Regions from separate parts of the Mus musculus genome. Here all the other regions are linked to region 2. A link is a contact called in public HiChIP or PLAC-seq data. All regions are on one chromosome and are shown on one strand. The core of a region is the stretch at or near the end of the contact, and the rest is flanking DNA. Distances in the headings are between cores, read along the strand shown.

Region 1 (3,353 bases), core at 188-2,687, 580 kb after region 2:
TTGGCCTAGAATCACCCATGGGGGTGAACTTCCTTTTTGTAAGAACAAAACTCTGGGGGCTCTCAGTTGACCAAATAAACTTTGCATCTAGAACTATGGTTCTCACATCAGTGGTGCTGGGCTAAGTGGGGCAAGGGAGCCCTCTGAACAGATTTAGTGATGAGCCATGCCAGAATGCTTTGGGATACAGGATTTGAATGAGAGGAGACAGCAGCTTTCCTATTCATATCGCAGACCTGTACAGACAACACAAAGGGCAATGGCATGAAAGAATTTCTTAATGGCCTGTGTCTCAGTTTCATTTCCTGTTGCTGTGATAGAATACCTTGAGAAAAATCGACTTAAAGGAGAAAATACCTATTTGACTCACAATTCCAGGTTATGGTCCATTGCCAAGGAGGTCAAGGTAAGAGGTACTTGAGGCAGCTGGTCATAGCACACTTTCGTGCTTGCTGGTGCTCAGGTAGCTCTTCTCACACAGTTCAAAATAGCCTTCCTAGGGAATGGAGCCGCCCACGGTGAAAGTCTTCCCACACCAATTAGCATAATCAAGATAATCTATAGACACAACCACAGTCTAACCAAATCTAGATACTCCTTCACTGTTATTCTCTTCCAGGGTTTTCTGAGACTGGGTCAACCTAATAATCCACACTAGCCATCATAGTTTGGGATAGTGGTCCCCTAGGAGAGAAACTTTGAGATCTTCTAACAATGCTGGAATGTTTAGGATGTGAGGGAAACAGGGAAAGGAAGAGAGGGTTCAAGTCTGGAGATAATCATAGCCTTAGGTTGTTTGGACGCTGCTTCCAAGTAAGCCGAATGACATTGTATCATCTGTCCTTCTTTGCCATTTGACTTTGCCTTAGAACGAAATCCAGACAGCGAGTTTTGATAAGCATCCGCCCTACACCTTTCTCTCCCTAGGAAAATATATTAGAAAGAAGTGTGTTTCCCTGCATCCCAGAATGCAGAGTCCAGAAGAGACCAGGATAACCACAGGGAGGGAGGAGGGGGATGAGCTCCAGCGGGTGTGGGGATCGGCTACAGTGTTTGTGGGCTGCTGTTTAAACTGCAGGAAATATTGTAACTGCGAAGAATTAACTTGTATGAATAAAGCAGTGAGTTCTCTCCACCCCACCCCACCCCACCCCGCCCTCCAAATGTTTAAGTCTTCCTACACAGGTGCACACGGGTATATGCACACATATAATCTCCTGTGTGGGCACACAGTAAAAGCACACCTGAAGATTGGACATTCCCATCCTCATGACTGCCAGGAGGCTGACTGTGGTCTCCTCCCACTAAATAAGCAGGATGAGCAGAGAGGCCTCCTCTGAGGTCTTGGATGTATTTTGGTCAAAGGCATGGAAGGGTTGAGGCTGTTTTGCTGACTCCCACAGGAAGTGGTGGGCTGAACCCAGCTACAGGCTTTCCTGTGTGAGGTAAATTGGCCCATTGTGCGTAAAAACGTTCTTATCTGATGAAGGGCTGAACTGGCCTGCAACTGAGGAAGGGTACTGGGTCTCTGAGTCACCTCCCCCACCTCCAGCTCTTGTTCTCTAAACCCATTTTCATGTTTGGCAGCCACTCAGGGCTCTGGAGTTCTTTCTAGTTCCGTTACATGGCTTTGTGGTTTTGATTGGGGAATTGCAACAGACTACAGAATGGGCATGGTTACCCTTCCTTGCCTCTCCTCTGGGAAGAAATGCACTTAATTGTTAAACTTTTATGCTTATATTAGAAGTGACACCGTGTGCAACCTTTTAAAAAGGCCCTTTGTAGCCTACTTATTCTTTAAAGCTGCCTTAGCTCTTTAAACGTATTAGTATGAAACAATTAAAACACCTTCACCAAGCGCAGTTTGTTTTGTAGGAAGAACGATGGAGCTGATGACCGGTTATCTGGCTCCTGAGTCCTGGTTCAGCATTTAACCAGCGCTGTGATTTTTCTTTTTCTTGAAGTTTCCGGTGTTAGCGTTCTCATGGGACAACATTAAATTAGGTTGCCTTCTGGGTACCTGCCTGTTGTGTGGGACTGTCTTCGAAGCCAAGCAGCCACCATCTTGGGGAGCTAGGGTATCCCAGCTGGGTTTGTTAGCTGTTTAGACATCATCATGGATGGGTAGGGAGGGTCACTAGGTATTACCACCTAGTACCATCTGCTGTATGAAACTTTGGTCTCAGGGAGAAGCTAAAGCAGTCAGACTGGAGACGACAATGGACAATGGTCTCCATCTATGAGTCATGGGGAGCTCTCTTCCTTACAGGGTGAGAGCTTTCCTCACGTTTCCCCTTGGGCAGAGAAGCACCCACAGCCCTATAAGGAAACCCTCACCTACTCTCTGTCTGGAAGCCCATGAAGCTCATTGGCTCCTATAAGCAAACCTTAGTGGAATTGTGCCTCCATTCATCATTGGGACCTCAGGAGGTGGAGTAAATGTTCATGATTTCCCATTTGGTACCACGTTTGTCACAGAGAAAAAAAAAAAAAAAAAAAAAACTAACATAGATTCTTAACCTGAATGGGAAGGGAAATCAGAGCAAACTTCTTTGGGTCCTTGTTTCTATTTAATGAAAAATTAAAGTACACTTCAGCTTAATGGCATCATTTTATTAATAACTCATATACAGCAGGGGCATGAATATCGGAGTGGTTCACGGTATGAAGCCATCAGTGTGCGCAGGATCGCCGATGGCTGAAGGAGGCTCTGCTCTGACTGTAGATGGCAAGGGGCCAGAGTGGAGAGTCGTGAAGACTTCTGCTTAGCTGTATGATGTAGAAATGGTCCGAGCCTTGCTTTCTCTAATTACAAAGCAGGGTGAACTTTAAATCTGGCAGGGACAAGCCAACAGCTCTGTGTCTCAGCAGCAGGTGCTGTCTGTCTGCTCCCCTCCACTGAGCATACTGAGCATGCGCTAGGCTATTTTGACAAGTCACTCATTTCTCCCTGAATTATAGCTGACTCTGGAAACATGCTCAGTCGTGGATATGAACAGAAAAGAACAGACTCCTTCGGGTAATTTTTAAAAACATTTCAATAAGCCCCCCTCATCAAATGGGTTTTTAGAAAGTCGTGTCTCTTGAGTCTGCCTCTTCCAAGAGGGGCTACAAGTTTTTCCATGATAAACATGCCCCGCTCAGGGCAGAGACCTAGAGGAACTTGCCTCTCTTGTGATCCTGGGAATTTTATTTATTCATTACTAATTTACATCAATGGGAGGGGAGGCCTGTGGAGTTTGATGCCCCAGTGTAGGGGGATGCTGGAGGGGTGGAGAGGGTACATGGGTGGGGGAGCACCCTCATAGAGGCAAAGGGAAGGGAGGAGAGGGAGGTTGTGGGGCGAGGACCTT
Region 2 (3,283 bases), core at 264-2,763:
AAGTACAAGTTAAAAATCAGATTCAAGTCTTTTGCTCTCCCTGCTATTAGTGAGATGACAGTCTTCTCCTTGTGTTCATCTTTGTTAAGCGTTACGTAATCAACCACTAAATTCTGCTTTACAGCATAGATGACAGCCCGTAGGAGCTGGAGTGAGTGAAGGTGAGCGTGAGGGAGTGGTTGAGCGAGCGGTGTGTTTAGTGTGTCTGCTGTGTGGCTTACTCTAAGCCTGGAAATACTTCGAAAAGTTTACCTGCAACACCAGTCGCTGCCATCTTAGCAGGAATGTTATATACTGATTGTTTTGCCTCTGAAGAAGCGAGGCCTGGTGTGTGTGAGCTACCCTTTTTGTTCTTTGTGAACTTAGCTATGCGCTCTAGAGCCTCCCCTCCAGAGGATGCCACAAGTGTTCAATTTCGCTTGTTATTCTTACATATTGTATAGGGAGTTAGGCTGGAATTTCAAAGGAAACCCTCTAGTTTAAACAGAAATACCTGGTTGCTACTTCATTCCCTCCCCCTGCCCTGATGAAATACCCTTCATTGCTGTTTCTGTAACATCTTAATCAAATCCAGATCCTTAAACACACACTGCTGGTAAACAAACCATGCCGGCACCAGGTTCAATCAACTGAGAAGAAAGGTAAAACACGAGGAACGTGGATGCCCACACCTTTCAGTCCCTCAAGCTGTGTGCCATCAGCACAAGACGCCATACTTACAGCCCTTCTGGTGGCCGCCTGGTCTGAACACTGAGCCCGCAGAATGGCTTCTTTTCACAAGTGGTTTTAACAGGTACCCAGGGGTGGTACCCTTCCACTTCATTCTTAGTGTGCAGTGCTGTCACTTGACACACACCCCCCTGCCCGTGTGTGTTCGTGTGTGTGTGTGTGTGTGATCTCTCTCCAGATCTCGCACTCTCCAACAACTTGTTCCCTTTCACAAACAGAAGTTAGGAGAGGCGGGATCTCGGCACCTCCAGCCTTGTGGCCGTGCATCCTGATGTGGCTGTAGATTCGTTTTCTAGCAACTGCAGACAAGTAACCTCCTTCATTGCACAAGCTTGAGCTCTGAAACAGCCTTAGTAACTGTTTACCCCTCTGAGTCACTAGGGATGGATTATTTCCCTACGTGCCAGAGTATGTTTGATTTGAAAAGCATCTAAAAATACCTGCTCAGTTACTTGTAAAGCAGGATGGTATGGGGATAGACATATGTGCTTGAATGTTAAGAGAGATGTAGTAAAGTGAGCAAATTTGTGCCAAAATAAAATCAAGTATGGACGTGCCTATTTGCTATGAGAACTGCCCACTGCCCACTAATCCCACTGGCCTAAGACTACACACGGCACAGACTACTTATCTGCCCCATCTTTATCTGTCCTCCTCTTTCGGGCTCCTAGTGTAGACCACCTTGTAGTGTTTGTTGTTTTTGTTACTTGGATCTACTTCCAAGTCTTACTTCTGCTGTGCTTTCTTCCTGCCACGCTGCCTTACAGCTCTGAGATGCGTCTTCCTCTTCCTGCGTTCCAGCCTTGTTTATCTCCATCTGCAGTAGGTTCAGCTGCCCAGTGTGGCCCTTGAATGGACACCACCGTTTCTGTTTCTCCCTGAGTGTCCTGATCCCGCAACCTCCGTGCATTTTGTTCTCTATCTATACTTCTTGAGTTTCTTTTCCTGTCTTTCATTAGACTTTGCATCTTTCCTCCATAGAACTCAGTATAGACACCCTCTGTGGTCCTCACGGTTTCCTTAACTGCTTAGTTTTGTTCATCTTTTGGTGCTAGGAGTTAAACCTTGGTCTTGTATGTGGTTGGCAGCAGTCTGTCATTGAGTTATACCTCAAGCCCATTTGTCATGACACGTCTTGTCTTTTTCTTTGTGATTCCTGTAAGCAGCGGTGCTTCTGTCCCTTTCCGTGTGTTTGTTTTGTTTTGTTTTTACTGAGTGTGCAGTATTGGATGAACTAAACGTACTTGTTTTGTGGAGTTAGAGCAAATATTTCAGATACCTAAAAGCACTTACTAATCTTTCCAAAGGAAGACTAGGCATATGGTAATTGTCAGAAAATTCTATGATCTTATCTTGGCTATACGTTGCCCAACAGTAGGATAGGTTATGAGAAACGGATGTTGATTTTGTCATTGGAGAAGCAGCTGGCACTGCTGTGATGTCATAAGGCTGTCACAGTGAGTCAGTGCCATGCGTGTGCTCCGGTGTTCACTGCAGCTGTGCTGGGTAGCACCTGACTATGCATACACATCCCTTTGGACTCTCATCCTGTCCATGGCTACCCCTGCTCCATGCCACCTTACTTGCCAGCAGTACTCACTATGCCATCCCCTCACTGGACCAAAGGGACCTTGCTCCATCCTTTCTCTGGGGCCTGACTGCAGAGGTTTCCCCCCCAACCCCCCGCATATTCTGTGCTTACTTGTCAGGCCAGGCTTCCCCACGACTTGGGGCTTTCCCGGGTCTTCTGTCTGTCTGGAACATGGTGTCTGCCTTTCCCGTAGCCCATCGGCATACACCTCACCATTCGTGCAGTCTTCCCAACGTTTGTGCTCCGTGTTCCATCCATTTGGGGGAGGGGGGAGTGTTATTTTTATTTTTCATAGGAGGTGGGACCTTGCCACAGCAGAATCTTCCCAAGAACACGCATCTTCTCTGCTCTATATATTCCTTTACTTAGGATGTAGTGGGTACTGGCCAGGTACTGTCGCAGAAACTCAGTTCTATACTCTGTTGAGCCTCTGCCTCACTGGGTTAACTGGAAAGGGTCAGGAGAACATTGTCTTATTTAGTTACCACATATAGAGAGTGTTTTCTAGCATATTGAAGACACTTCTTCACACTGCCAAGTAGGTCTCCCAGCTACTTATCTGTGGCTCTCCAGCTGAGAGGGGGAGGGGTTTCAGAAAGGAAGCTGAACTAGGTAAAGTTACTGGCTCTCATTTCCTGCACAGTAGGAAGGCAGCAGGGATGGGGAGGGTTGGAGGTCTCTGGTAGCTAGCTCACTGGACTCTCCTCAGTTTGTTGTTGACAGTGGTGGCCTGCCGAGGTTGGTGGAAGGAAGGCTGGCCAGCAGATGTGAGTGAGAGCTGCTATTGTGCTGCCTTGCTCTTTGCAGGCTGGGGGCCAGGCACCCTGACTACCTGCTCAGGAGTTTGTAGCCACTGTCACAACCAAATGACATCACAGGGAGATCTGATGTCCTCTTTCTACCGGGTCTGTTTATAAAGTGAAATGGCGCTCCTGTAAAAATTCACAGCTTTTACAGTCCCGG
Region 3 (3,189 bases), core at 528-3,027, 660 kb after region 2:
AGAGCTCTGACTTTTTGCTTTGAAGATCCTTACAATAAGGTGCATCTTTCTAAAACTCGCCCACTGTGCTCTGAGAATTTCATTCTTCAAATCCAGGAGACAAGTGCCCAGAAGCCACTCACTCAGGGTGGTGTTGGCGTTGGCTCGGTCATATTGCTGGGAGCTTACTTCTCCCACACCCAAGTTAACCTCACCTAGAGCCAAGAAAGACTGTGTGGTTCTCAGAAATACCTCAGTGTTCTATCAGTTCTGTTCGTACAATGCATCTGCGTGGTGATATTTCACAGGCCCCGCTGACTACCTTCACTTCTTCAAGGCATTCTGATTTTTGCCCCTCAAAACTGCATCACTACAAATGGCTGGCTTTTGCTACTCATTCTCTGGTATCCCTGAGTATTTGATAGTGAACATTACCGGTTTATAATGTCACATTTTAAAATCAGTGGCCCCAAGCGTGGACACGTTATTTGTCCTCTGCATGAGAGTATCTTTGCTGACTGAAGAAACTACCTTTGTAAGGACGGAGAGAATAAGGACGTAAGAGAAAAGAATGACAAAGAAAAATGGCTCAGTAAATGGGACTTTAAGACATCTTTTTAGATCACATGTCCTTTAATTATTTACAGCCAAATCTTCAGAAAGCAACACATTAAAACATCAGTGACAATAACAGCCGACATGTAATGCTGCCAGACACCGTTCAGTGCCAGGTGTACGTCCATTCTCTTAACCTTCACAGCATCCTTGCATTCCCTACCCCTGTGTCTGTCTGTCTGTCTGTCTGTTTCTCTCTGTCTCTCAGTCTGTGTGTCTATCTCTGTCTCTCCCTCTATGTGTGTGTCTGTCTGTCTCTGTCTCTCTCTCTGTCTCTCTGTCTCTGTCTGTCTGCCTGTCTGTCTGTCTCTCTCTCTGTTGACTATCTGCAGAGTTAATCTGAATTTCCTTTTGGCTTATACTTCACAGAATTCCTATCAAATGGAGACTTGTGGATAAGGCAGATGACAAAGCCATCTGGCCACACTCTATATAAAGCCAAGCTTCTGACCAGAGGTTTCCAAGACATCGTCATCACCACCTCCCATCTCTGGAATGGCTCCAGAAGCACAGGTCCTACACAGGTCACAAGAGGATGATGATGATGATGATGATGATGACATCAGCAGAGGCAGTGGCAGCCACAGGGTGGTCCAAACAGGAGCAAACATCAAATATAATTTTCCTGATGGTGGGATTTTCTGCTTTGAAGGGTTCACAATCCTGAGTATTCACAGTGAGAGCTGAAATAAAGTTTTACCCAGGACCATCTGAAGGGACCAGGTAAAGATAGAAGGAGCAGTAGGATTTTCAATCTGTATGGTCTTTAGAAGAGCCACTGCGGTGGGAGAAAACGCTGGGCGTGGCACTTTGAGAAGAGTCCACATAAATGCACCTTCTCTCCAGTTCCCTCCCCAACACAAGGAATTCCACGGGAAGCTTACCTACGGACTGCCAATCCCATCTTTAAATGAATATATGCCCATGGATGAATAACCTTAAGTAAATATATTTTAAAATCTAAAGGGGGGAACTAAGTCAGGCATTTGCTATAAATCTTACTATGTGTCTTAATACCTCTGTGTCCTAAAGCAAAATTGCTGGGAGGTTTCTCTTCTGTAAAATGGGCTAACCCTTATAAGCTTGTTGTGAGAATGACTGCACGCGTAGATGCACACCACTTGATAGAGAATCCAGTTAAACACTAAAGCATTTGGTTAAATGATCTGCTAGCGTCAGTTCCTCCCACATCTGCCAATCCAATTAACCGCATCCTCTTGGCAGAGAGAGGGAGAGTACTGTGCTGAGATCAACCTGACCACCTTGCCTGGAAGGAGGCCCGTGTGCAGTAATCACCCACACACTTTTGCTCGCTCCGCTCCCTTCACCTTTGACCCAGTCTACTCACTCCGGTTCACAGAGTGGTGAGCCAATATCACAAAGAAAAGGGACATTTCCTACCTTTGAAAAGAATGGGCAGAGACCCAGCAGACTTGTGGTGCCTGCCATTTCCCATCTGTAAATTTCTCAAAATACTTTCCAGTAAACGATCTGTTGGGGTTCGCGCATCATGATGAATAACGTTAAATGTCGCAGTCATTGTGTGCCTTCTAAATACAATGGTTTCTTCAGAACATGCAGTTGGTAAATTATGAATGGGAGATGGTTTCCACCAGTCTTCTGTTTGCCACAGAGGCATTATAGAAATGTATCAACTCGTAAAAGCGTCTGCTTGATTCCAACAACAAGTGGACAGCATAGTCATGAGTGTCAAGTTCAGTGTCACCTCCAGAATGTGGAGTCCTTAAGTCAGCGGGCAGAGAGGGCAGAGAGTGGATCTTCCTGAGAGCACTTTCAGAAACCACTCTCACTTTCACTGTTTGAAATGTCACTATCACAAAGTTGAAGGCTACAGGTTCATCGTGAACGGGTCATCCGATCCACCATCCTAGTGGGGTGGGGTCATCTAACCCCTGGACCAACTCCTTACTCCCTGCCCACTCAGAAAAAATGCTGCGGGGCGGGGAGGTTCGGAGGGGGGGGCACTATTGTGAAGAGCCACATGCCTTTCCCCAGTCCTCCCTGTTCATCTTCCATTCGATGCCAGACTTATTTAAACAGGCCCAGCTGGGGCTGTGGCAGCCCTCTTTATCTGCCTTCACATTCTTTCCTCTGCCTATTCATGCTGCTAAGTAGGGCTGGACCGGCTTCCTGAAATCTCGTGGGATGTGGGGGCTTTTCTCCCTGCAGCAGAGCCTCTGAACCTAGTTGTTTTGGGTAACTAATTTCCTCCCTTCTTCTCCCTGGAATACACAGAGCTTCCTTTGCCCAGCGTGATAGCCACCACCCCCCAACCCCCCTTCGCACCACAGAGAAGTTGGGACTGAGGTTGGAACCTCCCAGTGCTCTTGAATTTCCTGCTGTCACGAAGCAGGATTTCCTGACTGGAGATGTATATGGTTGAGGCACAACGTGGCTCTATCCTGACCTCAGCATCCTCCTCCTCCTCACTGTACAATATATCATATTTATGTCCCACGGTGATGAGCTCTGCCCTTCAGTCTTCACTTTGAAATATCATTTCCTTCATTCCTCTAGGCTGAACAAACCACAGAGTCCTTCGTCCTCTACCTACCCTTAACCCTGGTTTTGATT

What was found. HiChIP or PLAC-seq counts read pairs in DNA pulled down with a chosen protein or histone mark.
Region 1: an H3K27ac HiChIP or PLAC-seq map of thymic regulatory T cells shows a contact between it and region 2, with 8 times the contacts expected there. The contact joins two enhancer-like sites. A contact is called at or near these places in 3 of 115 datasets of contacts at active chromatin or transcription factors (double positive thymocytes, epiblast stem cells and thymic regulatory T cells).
Region 3: an H3K27ac HiChIP or PLAC-seq map of thymic regulatory T cells shows a contact between it and region 2, with 10 times the contacts expected there. The contact joins two enhancer-like sites. A contact is called at or near these places in 1 of 484 Hi-C or Micro-C datasets (bone marrow-derived macrophages), 4 of 115 datasets of contacts at active chromatin or transcription factors (double positive thymocytes, embryonic basal ganglia, embryonic stem cells and 1 more) and 1 of 9 other capture datasets (embryonic stem cells).

What each region holds. Positions count from the first base shown.
Region 1 is chr3:52,877,069-52,880,421 of GRCm38.p6, forward strand. No RefSeq gene overlaps it. Among named protein-coding and RNA genes, the nearest start is that of Gm20750, 49 kb to the right of the region's middle. Within about 2 kb of position 1,438, at least 81 of the 459 cell types and tissues checked have an H3K27ac peak or open chromatin away from gene starts, as enhancers often do. A contact at or near this core is called in double positive thymocytes and thymic regulatory T cells, where this site is marked.
Region 2 is chr3:52,296,673-52,299,955 of GRCm38.p6, forward strand. All of the region lies in intron 1 of Foxo1 (forkhead box O1), which reads left to right. Among named protein-coding and RNA genes, the nearest start is that of Foxo1, 30 kb to the left of the region's middle. Within about 2 kb of position 1,514, at least 59 of the 459 cell types and tissues checked have an H3K27ac peak or open chromatin away from gene starts, as enhancers often do. A contact at or near this core is called in double positive thymocytes and thymic regulatory T cells, where this site is marked.
Region 3 is chr3:52,952,969-52,956,157 of GRCm38.p6, forward strand. It overlaps Gm30351 (a long non-coding RNA gene), which reads left to right. Exons shown (of 5, transcript XR_375652.4): 5 at 964-1,531. Among named protein-coding and RNA genes, the nearest start is that of Gm30402, 3.3 kb to the right of the region's middle. Within about 2 kb of position 1,778, at least 40 of the 459 cell types and tissues checked have an H3K27ac peak or open chromatin away from gene starts, as enhancers often do. A contact at or near this core is called in thymic regulatory T cells, where this site is marked.